2 separate regions of the Hordeum vulgare genome follow, and region 1 is linked to region 2. The links are chromatin contacts, called in public Hi-C maps. All regions are on one chromosome and are shown on one strand. The core of a region is the stretch at or near the end of the contact, and the rest is flanking DNA. Distances in the headings are between cores, read along the strand shown.

Region 1 (5,508 bases), core at 2,752-5,251, 670 kb before region 2:
TGGAGAACAACAGTTCATGTGTAAGTAGAAGTTACATTCATTAATTTCTGAGATGTGCATAGCCATAGGCGCAGTATTTTGACTGCATTTATGTCTCAAAAGAAATTAAACATAACTGCATTTGAAGTTGTGCTTGAAATAGAAGAGCAACAAAGAAAGATGGGATAATTACCAAACATGTGCGAGAATATCCTCAGCCCTTTGAAGATTCCCTTCATCTTTACCGCCATTTGTGAGGGCCTACACAAAGAAAAGTTCCTACAAGAATGGAAATGTCCTATAAGATCACAGATGCTTCAGAACAAATGCATGCTAGGATTAGCAGTTTTCGCCTTCTCGGGAAATTCAGCTCTCATGACATGCTAAACAAAAGATTCTCAGAGGCTCAGAATCATATACATATCGGCACGACATGTATAGAAGGACAGAAGGCAGCTTACCTCAAGAGAAAGTACTTTCAAGTTGCCCAAAAACTTCGTAAACCCGACTTTATTTCTGAATCTTCGGAACCAGTTTCAGTCTGTACAGGAATCAAGAAAGCAAGCTAGGGCCTGATGATGGTGATGAAGAACAAGAGTTTGGTTTGGAGGGAGGAGAGAGGAAGAGGGAGCTAAATCTTCTGAGAGGGTAGCATGACAACTTCTTAAATATGGTGGCAAGTTAGTTGGCTGCACCTCTTCTTCTTCGTCGTCGTCGACTTTTTTTTCCTTTTTTATTCTCTAGGGGCCAATTCATGCCTGCTGATAAACACCAACTTGTTGCTGTTTTAGCTGTACTTGGATTGTGTTCCTCTGCCAATCATTTCCTTGTACTTTTTATGTTCCACCATAAAAAAATAGGGAACTCGAACTGTTAGTATCAGAATATTCTTAACAAGAAGTTGAATTTTATTTTCCTGCATTAGTTTCTTATTAGTAAACTGAATGTTTTGCGGAGCTTGCTCTGGAAAAAGGCTGGCTGTTTACTATGCATACAACTTGGACTGCCCACTGTTAAATTCCTTGAAAGCTTCAGGTCCAATTAATGGTTGCCCATGTCTGTCAGCTTAAGATCAGGCATGTGGCTCATGGTCCTTAATCCTAGTGACTTGAAAGGATATTATGTAGTCTTGCTGGTATTAGGTAGCATTGAGGTGTGCAGTTAAGAGCACAACAGCAACTTAGGACCAGCTGAAATGCCACCCACAGCTAGTTTTGTACTTGGTATTTGATCTTGCGAAGAAGAAGAGAAAGAAGATAATAGACCTTCATCTATGAAGTGACCTCCTTTCCTGCGAAGCATACATCTGACCTATTTCTTTGAGGAATGGTGATGTGTCTCATTCCATCAATGCAAAGATATGTGTTTGAAGATCTATTTTATTTACATATATTTGTTCCTAGTAGCTTACTTTTGTGACATAAAACTTATATTATCTTCCTTTGCTTGTGTGCTTGTGCCTTGAAATTTTCCTACCATGCAGCAAGTGCAGCATCAGAAACCAATCTCCATGGCTTGCTTGTCTTACCAGTTCTCCAAACAGATAATACCATCATTTGCAGGCTCAGCCAGAAAGAGACATCACTACTACTACCATTTACAGTACAATATTTGAGAACTCTCCATTTTCTTAACTCCGTTTACAACATTTCAGCAACAGAAACCAGAACCTGATGTCAATGTCCATTTACAATATTCCAGAACTCTCCATTTTCTTAACTCCACACAAGGTCAGCAGCCATTTCATCAATGGAGAAATACCAGGTGTCCCGTTACCAAAAAGAAAAAAAAGAAACTAGAAATACCAGGTGTCCACCACCACCTGTCATTCTGAATTGGCCCCGTCTCCTCCGATACGCCTAGTGACGCAGAACCGCCGTATTTTTCCGAGTTCCTGCAGCACAAAGACCCTCAATTATGGCGCATATAAAAATACTGTAATGCGCTACGAACTCATCGATACAAGCTAAGCAAATTAACTGTTTCTTTTGGCAGAGAAATGGGCACAGCTAAACACTTCCTTTTCTTGTCTAATAACAAACATATTTCGGGAGTGTTGCAGACATGTCGTGTGGATAAGCTGTTGCCTGTTGGATCGTGAGATCGGCGCAGAAACATATGTCTATGTGCACTGGTTGGCCCAGATCGGACAGGATCCGGTCATGCCTCGCACCTACCCGGATTGGCACCGTTGGCGGTCTGGGAGCTGTTGAGATCGTGGCATGATCGTCATGTGATCGGCGAGGAGCTGTTGCGGTCTTGGAGCTCTTCTGTCGAGTCAAAAACAAAGATCCCCATGGAGGTTGGGGGGGCTGAGGTGTTGGAGATCTTCTTTCAGAGGTTCAGAATCGCGTTTTGGATAGGAAATTTGATACGAAACTTTCTTTTTTTACGGACCGGTTTGGTACGAATCTCACGAGAAGGGTAAAGTTGACGGCTCGCCGATCACGATAAGATTACGATGGAAGCCATGTGATGCTTCCTTTTTCATATGGCAAAGGACCTGTTTTTGAAATATAAAAATGACAAAGACTGTCGTGATTTGTGTTCTATGAGGCCACCTCGCCGAACCACACTTTGGGTCAACCCATCTCATTCGCCCCTCGTTATCTGCCCTGTTTAAAAAAACACGGAAAAAATGCCTCTTCCATCCCTGAACTCTAAAACTCCACCTAAATTGCTTCCTTCCAGGTGGATTTGAAGCCACGCCACCCTCCGATATTTTTTCCGCATTAAAAACTTTTGATTTGTTCATCAATTGTCAAGACAGTACAAAGAACATTAAAAGTAAGAAAAATCACATCCAGGTCTCTAGACTATCTAACGGCGACTGCAAACATTGGATCAAGTTGAAGGCATGCTGCCGTGATCGCCCTCCCTCATCAGAGCCAAGAAAACCTTTATTCGCGGGAGCACAAGGAGGATGCCACAAGAGTCATGACATGACACTTTAACTCTGATGTCCAAGGAAAATAAAACGCCCCACCACCATCTTTCCACGGCATGTATAGACTTTGTTGGCATTCCCTCTATCGATGGTGATTTTTTTTTTTTTTGAACTGCCTTGTCGACGACAATGTGGGGGAGGGGGTCTGGAGGCTGTTGGCATAATGGCATTTTGGCAACACGTCAATATCAGGACTCTCTTTGTGTCCCATGCATATACGAGGCAAGGTTAGGGATAAATGTGCACATAAATATGAAAAACTGATTGAAGTAAATAATTAAATTCCCCTCTTCTAGAGGAACACGAAAGAAAGGTTCCCCATGGGCCTGAAAATGCTAGTATAGATTATTGAAGCTATTCAAACTCTGCATGCCCCTTCCAATACAACTCGCAAGCCATGAGGAAGCATGGATTTCTAGTTGCAATGTACAAGTGCTAAATACTCCCTTGGTCCAAAAATACTCGTCATGTTACAGAAATAAATATATCTAGATGTATTTTAGTTGTAGATATATTCATTTATATATGTTTATATGATAAATAATTTCGGATGGAGGAAATAATATAAAGCGAGTGTGATGGGTCGACCCAACTCCGGCGTTGAGCAATAATTGGTTTTCAGCGATTCTCCTCCGGTGTCTCTCTTTTCTATTTTTATACCAATTTTCTTGTTAGGTTTCTATTTTATATGCCTTTTTTTAATATTAATTTTTCTGGTTGTTTTCCTCTTTAGCTTTTTCATAATTTCTGAACAATTTTTTATAATCCATGGAATTTTTAAAAAAATGAATATTTTTAAAATGTAAATAAATATGGTTTTGCAACAACATATATATGGATCTTTAAAAAAAATCTGAGCCAAGAGATTTTTCTTTACGGATACCCGAGCCACCAGCTGTTTTTTTTTTCTTGAGTGGCCGCTACCTGGGCTGGCCCATGAATAAGAGCTGCCGGAGGAGGAGCAAGCTAATGGGCGCACTCCGCCCGTTGAATGGGTCGCATCTCACACGTACCACTCTTTAGGCCCATATAAGCGGTGCTGCTGCTCTTGTCCTCTTCTCACGTCTCTCTCATTCCCCACAATTCCTCTCCGCCACTCCACTCCCCGAACCATCGCAAGATCGTCGTCGTCCTCCTCGTCGTCGCCAAGGTGCGCGCTCTCCTTCCCCGCCGCCTGTCCCGCCTCGCCACGCTCTCGATCGCATGTTTGACGATGTGCGGCCTCTCGCGTGATATGTGGATCGCCGCGTGCGTCTAGGATCTAGTCGACGTTGGTTCGACGATCCCTGGCGCCGGCCTGTCGGAGCTTAGCCGCTGGGCGCGCGTGTGGTGCAGTTCGTCCATGCATGATTCTGGCCGCCTGGACACGCGTCGGATTCTGGTGCCATGCATCCGTGCTGCGATCTCAACACCTTGGAGATAATTAGAACGGGACGACGCATGCTGAATTGGAATGGCAAGGTTACATGACGACACACGCCGAGAGACCAAATGGTGGATGCGGGGTATTACAATTAATGTCATTGTGCGGAGGAGTCACAGAAGCGTTCGGCTTTCAATATATGTGTGGCATTTTTATTTTTTGAATATATGATTGATTCATGGGAAAATCTAATGGGCTTCCTACGCACACATGTGTCAGATCTTAAAAAGACGGAGATGATTTACCGATTAACATAATGTAGTACTGGTTAGTTTAATAGGAGTATAAGAGGGAATCTATTTTTTGCACTTACACGCTGCTGAGTTATAGTAGCTAGTTGCATTTTAAAAATGATTTATCTTCCAAACCGGTATCTTAATTAATGATCCATTTTCATCACTGACTTTATTGCGACGAGATCTTCAAAACTAGATCCCATGTTAACATGTTTTGATAATTTTTATTTTCATCGGTACTTGTCAGATTACTATGACTTACTTGTCATATTATTTGTTATATAGTTCTCACATTAAATCAACTTGGTTATCACCTTCATGAATGAGTAAAAAACTTGATTCATTATACTTATGCTGGTTCAAGCATTTGCTTGTTTATTATTAATGCTTTAATACACACTTTTTAGCTTCACAGAACATTGTAATACTTAAAAAGTATAAAATTATTATCACGATAACTATGTATAATTTTTGTGACAACTGTACATTTGTAAGATGACAAATATGATGACATAAATGTGGTAATTAGGAACGACAAAAAAAATCAACGAAACATGTCAACACGAGATCTTATTTTGAAAGTTTTGTCGAGACGAACCTAACGGTGAAGATGAATCTCCAATAAAATTATTAATTTCTGAGATAAAACATTTTTAAGATTGACAATAAATATGCATAAGATGTTGACTAGGACTGGAAAATGTTTTGCATGCATGCGCTGCCAAAATGCTCTTTTTCGACAGTATAATTTTTTGATGTTACTACATTCTTGGACCTAAAAGCCGTTCTTGTATACTTTTTTAATCCTGAAACATGCACTTAAACGCGATTTGCGCCGTGGCCAGCCAGCCGCCACATGGGAAGGCAACCGTGCGGGACCGCTACGAAGCGAGCTCCTTGTTTCATTGCCTGCTTAAGAGTTA
Region 2 (5,519 bases), core at 2,607-5,106:
TGAGAGGAGGGGAAAACGGCGTCCTAGGGTTGCGGGGAGGAGGGCCGGCCGCTTAAATAACCCCGGGAGGCACACTTGGAGCCACCAGATCGAGGGGAAAGGAAGATCAGTGGTGGAGCGTCGGTCGTACACCGTGACGTCGCCAGGAGGAAGACGAGGGACGGCGTGTGGGCTCCTGGCGCGAAGCGGCTTTGGGCCAGGGAGGAATTGGGCCACAACGCCAGAGAGAGAAGAGGGAAGCCTGGCCCTTGCTAATTTTTTTTAAACACCACCACAGCAAATAAACCCCCAAGAAAATCTAAGGCCTAAGAAAAATAGAATCAAATACTCCTGGGCACAAGGGAATTATGCCCCAAATTTCTAAAATACCAAAATGATTTTTTTGGTGCAAGTAATTATTTTGCAAAACAGATTTATAGGGTTCTGTTTTGCAATTGTTTGCACCCTTTTAAACACCCAACAAAACAGTAATTCACATAACTCATCCACCACAATTCTAAACTAAAACATGGGCATTTTTTTAAAAGGGGAAGGAAGAGGTGAAATTTGACATAGGGGAAATAGAGAGAGAGAGGGGGTGAAGAGGTTTTTTTTAAAACCTAGCACTTACTATCACATGCTCCACTCCACACAAGCCACACAAAGCATGAAATCACAAATCTCCACACTAAGACATGGCAAGGTATAGATGCAAGCACAACAAGGCATGTTAAGAATGGTATGGCATGGATGCATGCATGAAAAGAAGGAATACAAGGTGACACATAAAATCATGCATGCATAGATAGCTCTCATGACAATGTCAAGGTGGTCCCAGATGGAAGGTTACAAAAAGGGATATCTTTACACTTGGGGCACTACAGAAAGAAATCAAGATGAACTAATCCAGAGGCCATTGGGGCAATTTTTTTGTTCGCGGTCTAGTTAGTGGTATACAATTTGACAACCTATCATAGATAGTTGGGCTCTTCGACAAATAGTCCATTTCATCTTCTCCTCCCAATTCCTATCGCTTGATTTGAATCAACGTGATGAAAAAAAAAAGATAAACAAAAATGGGAAAACAATTAAACAAAAATCGCTTTGATTTGAATCAGCTTGATAGAAGAAAAGAAGAAAAGGTAAGAAAAAAGGGGAAATAAACGAAAATTGCTTGATTTGAATAAGCCTGGTAGGAGAAAAAGAAGAAAAGGTAAACAAAAAAGAAAAAATTATGCTAGGACAATATTCGAACTCAGGTCTCCCAAAAAGAAGGAGCGCACTCAAGCGAGTATGCTAGGAGAACTTAGGTGCCAAAGTGTGGTTTAGCCCCTTATAAACCAATACATGGCGGAGCGATTTGTGATAAACAACAAACCGTTTTCTTTTGACTTATGGATGGCATGGTGGGTAATTTCAAACAACTTTAGGGGTAATGTTTATGACGTACGACAGAAGCATTATTTGCTTTATTATTAAATAGCAAATATGTCCGTGCGTTGCAACAGGAGTCAAAATATTACGCCCTAACCAAATAAGTATGACTCAATACCTCGATGTATGAGCGTCCTCTATTTTTTTAATTTTAACACAGTGGCTCATCATGTTGACACTTCTTTATTTTTTCCACGCTCTTTAATGATGTCCGGTGTATCCATGTAATTACAATGCATTTGACGTGGTAAATCTCAAGACTATGAGCCAGCCATTGCACGCCACACTTGTTATTGTGTAGCACAATGGGATTTTTAAAACTTCAACAACTAATCTCGTCGATCACAAACTACTCCCAACCCCTAGGCATATAAACACTTCTCAAGAACTAAGTAAAACCTAAACCTAAAAGACTTAACCGCTTAAATTCTAAAGCTATTTAGATCAATCTTATGAAGAACTACTAAAATAGACCACATGACAGTATGAAAATAATAATCATTATTAGCATAATTTCAAACAATATGAAAATCAATATTAAACCACTCGTACATAAACCTCATATCAACAGTTTAGTGTCCATCGCTTTTGCAAAATGAATCTCTTTTTGCCTGGTTTTTATTTTTTATTATCTTATGTTTTATGTTTTCTTTTCGGTTTCACATTTTCTCTTAGTTTTTCTATTTACTTTTTTATTTATTTCTTTTTCATTTTCCTAAATTCTTCCAAATTTTTGAATATTTTTTAAATAATGAACATTTGTCTCATCCACAATTCATTTTTGAAATAACGAACATTATTAGAAATCGTAAACATTTTTTAAATTCATTATTTTTTTACAAAGTCTGAATTTTCTGAATAACAAACATTGTATGATTTCATGAACATTTTTTTAGAACTCACAACTTTTTAAATTTAGATTTTTGAGAAATTACGAAATAATTTAAAGATAGGAAAAATATGGACCGGCCATGAAAACGTAGTGGAAAGGAGGATGTGCATGCTAGTTGTAATAAAAAGAAAAAGGAGAGACTGGAAAAAGCCGCAGGATCTCTCGATCGAACCCGAGTCTGCCCTTAAGCAGGGGGCGGCTTCAGCCACTATATTACCCATGCGTTTGTACCAATTTCTTGTCCAAACTTGTAAGAACGATACGTCACGGCGATTTTGACAGGAGCGAAAATCTGAATCGTTTTCTTAACTTGTGAATGGCATGGTGGGTAATTTAGAACAACTTTAGGGGTAAAAATTATGACGTACGGCAGAAGCAGTAGCTGCTTTATTAATATAGCAAAAGGACCCGTGCGTTGCGACGGGAGAAAAACAATTATAATCTCCAATCATGCTGATCATATTATGTTTTTAAAATCTTAGGACATTTCTTGAAATGCATGAACATTTTTTGAATTAGCAAACATTTTTTTCAATTGCACTCAAAAAATAACACACAAACTTTTTTTCAAAATCATGGACTTTTATTGTTTTCACCAACATTGTTCCAAAAATTATGAACATTTTTTTGAATATGCGAATATTTTTACAAAAATCCTGAGCATTTTTTGAATTCACAAACATTTTATATTTTCTTCAAACTTTTATTTCAAAATTCCCAGTTTTATAAATTGCAAAAGTTTTTCAAAGTTCTAAATTATTTAAACTAAAAAATGGAACAGAAAAATGAAAATAAAAAATGAGACTAAAAACACAGGCACGAACTGTTTTTAAGATTTTTACACGGGCTTTTGTTTAAAGTCGTTGACTTTTTTATTTTATGGACATTTTCTCAAAGTTTTAACATTTTTTATATGCAAACATTTATCAAAACTCCTGAGTAGTTTTTGAATTCTAAAAGAATATGTTTTTTTTAATATTTTATTTCGAAATTCTCAGTTTCTTAAATTTGAGAAAAGTTGTTTGAAGTTCTAAATTATTTAAAGTAGGAAAACAAAATGGAACTGAAAAGAAAAATAAAAAAACTAAACTAAAAAAACAGACGTCCACGCATGGACCGGCCGAAACAGGTGTGCTGCATCTTTTTCCAACGCCCAGAACGTAATATAGGAGGTGCCTACATGGGCCGGTCCAATCCGGAGATTTTCCTGTTTAAAGCGTTTTTTATGATTTATAACTGGCATTTGTGTGTAATTTTAGTCAACTTTAAAGGTAATTTGGATGAGGTACGGAAGAAGCACTATTTGCTTTAGTAGTACGTAAAGAGGTAAAGATAAGAATTAGTAGGTAAAGATAAAGATATATACAGGTAAAGAAAGATTCGCTGGATTCTCCTTTGTATTTTCTGAGGTACACAGCCGTCCTCTCTCGAACACTCCGCGCCCGTCGTCGGATCCTTCGCGGAGACGTACCCATCAAACAGACGGAGCCGTCACGGCAAGGGATTCCTTCTCCACCCGGTCCCGTGCCCAATCGTTCAGTCGTCATAAATACCGACCCCCTCCCAGCTTCCAATCCTCACCACCGCTCCCCGCAACGGAACCAACAAATCCCCAACCAATCTCGTCTCCAATCGACCCGAGGCTCGTCGAATCCTCCTCCCCCGCCGCTTCAAGGTACGGCGATCCCTTCCCCTCTCCCCATATCGTCTGGATCTGCGTTTCTGTGCTACTCCGTGGTAGTTGGGCGTGTAGTGCCGTGGAATTTGGCTCCGATCTGTGGTTAGATCGGTGAAGATTGAGCGAATTCGTAGGGATTTCGCGTGTGCTAATCTGTATTGAATGATCAGGATGAATTCCTTGATAACGTGTGGTCTCTTATGTTAATCTATGCATGTTTTATATTCCATATAAATTTTCTCTAGACGCTTGTACTGCCATTGATTTTGACCCGAAGATAGGTTTCGTCCTGATAAGCATGCCCAACAGCTATATGGAAATCCGTGAGAAATTTAGATGTGCATGAACCTATTTGCTCGCTGGTATCTCTTTGATGAAGAAAATATCTCTGTTGAGTCCCTGGCTTGATGTATAAGCTTTTCTATTTGCGTTGGTAGTTTTGTTAAGCTTTAGCGAATTCGTAGGGATTTTGTGTTTATTTTCTATTTTTTATTAAAGGGTTAGTATATCCGTCTTCCAAGCGAATTCATGATGCCATATGGTCTCATATGTCAATCTATGTATGTTTTATCTATTATTACAGTTCTGTTCCAGCTTGGTAAATCTTTATGAACCATAATAGTAGATGTGTGATAAAAATTTCTCCACACACATATACTGCCTGATCTGTCACTTTTATCAGATTGCTGTTGTACCAAGATCGTCCGGCCTAGGATTGTAGATTTCTTTTCTCCTGAAGCTTGTGGAATCATTGAGATAGCAAATACATGTAGTGTCCGATGTGCTTGATTTATTACCCTGAAGCTAGGTTTCTCTCTTACTCCCTCCGTTCCTAAATATAAGTAGTTTTAGAGATTTCATTAGAGGACTACATACGGATGTACATAGACATATTTTAGAACGTAGATTCACTCATTTTGCTTCGTATGTAGTCCACTAGTACAATCTCTAAAAATACCTATATTTAGGAACGGAGAGAGTACATAAAATGCATGTCTGGCAGCTATGTGTAATCATTATATCAATGAAATCTGTAGATTTCTGTGTTGCCATAGAAGCTTGTCAATGCATTAATATTTGCTGCTCTATCATTGTGAGTTTGCCTTGTCTACTTCTTTATGCTTACCAATCCTATCTGTGATTCTTCTTTGCAGATGCAGATCTTTGTGAAGACATTGACGGGCAAGACCATCACCCTTGAGGTGGAATCCTCTGACACAATCGACAACGTCAAGGCCAAGATCCAGGACAAGGAGGGCATTCCTCCGGACCAGCAGCGTCTCATCTTCGCTGGCAAGCAGCTCGAGGATGGTCGTACCCTCGCTGACTACAACATCCAGAAGGAGTCCACCCTTCACCTTGTCCTCCGTCTTAGGGGTGGCATGCAGATCTTCGTGAAGACCCTCACCGGCAAGACCATCACCCTTGAGGTTGAGAGCTCTGACACTATCGACAACGTCAAGGCCAAGATCCAGGATAAGGAGGGCATTCCCCCGGACCAGCAGCGCCTGATCTTCGCTGGCAAGCAGCTGGAGG

The links. A called contact is a pair of places that touch in the nucleus more often than the background predicts.
Region 1: a contact with region 2 is called in a Hi-C map of seedling, with 5 times the contacts expected there. The contact joins the promoter of LOC123404689 here to the promoter of LOC123401361 in region 2. A contact is called at or near these places in 1 of 6 Hi-C or Micro-C datasets (seedling) and 1 of 1 datasets of contacts at active chromatin or transcription factors (embryo).

What each region holds. Positions count from the first base shown.
Region 1 is chr6H:97,306,305-97,311,812 of MorexV3_pseudomolecules_assembly, reverse strand. LOC123404689 reads left to right here and starts at 4,001. Exons shown (of 3, transcript XM_045098627.1): 1 at 4,001-4,076. LOC123402600 (CRIB domain-containing protein RIC10-like) reads right to left here and starts at 695. Exons shown (of 5, transcript XM_045096533.1): 1 at 441-695; 2 at 173-258. The coding sequence starts at 230.
Region 2 is chr6H:96,640,267-96,645,785 of MorexV3_pseudomolecules_assembly, reverse strand. LOC123401361 (polyubiquitin 11) reads left to right here and starts at 3,856. Exons shown (of 2, transcript XM_045095149.1): 1 at 3,856-3,980; 2 at 5,138-5,519. The coding sequence starts at 5,138.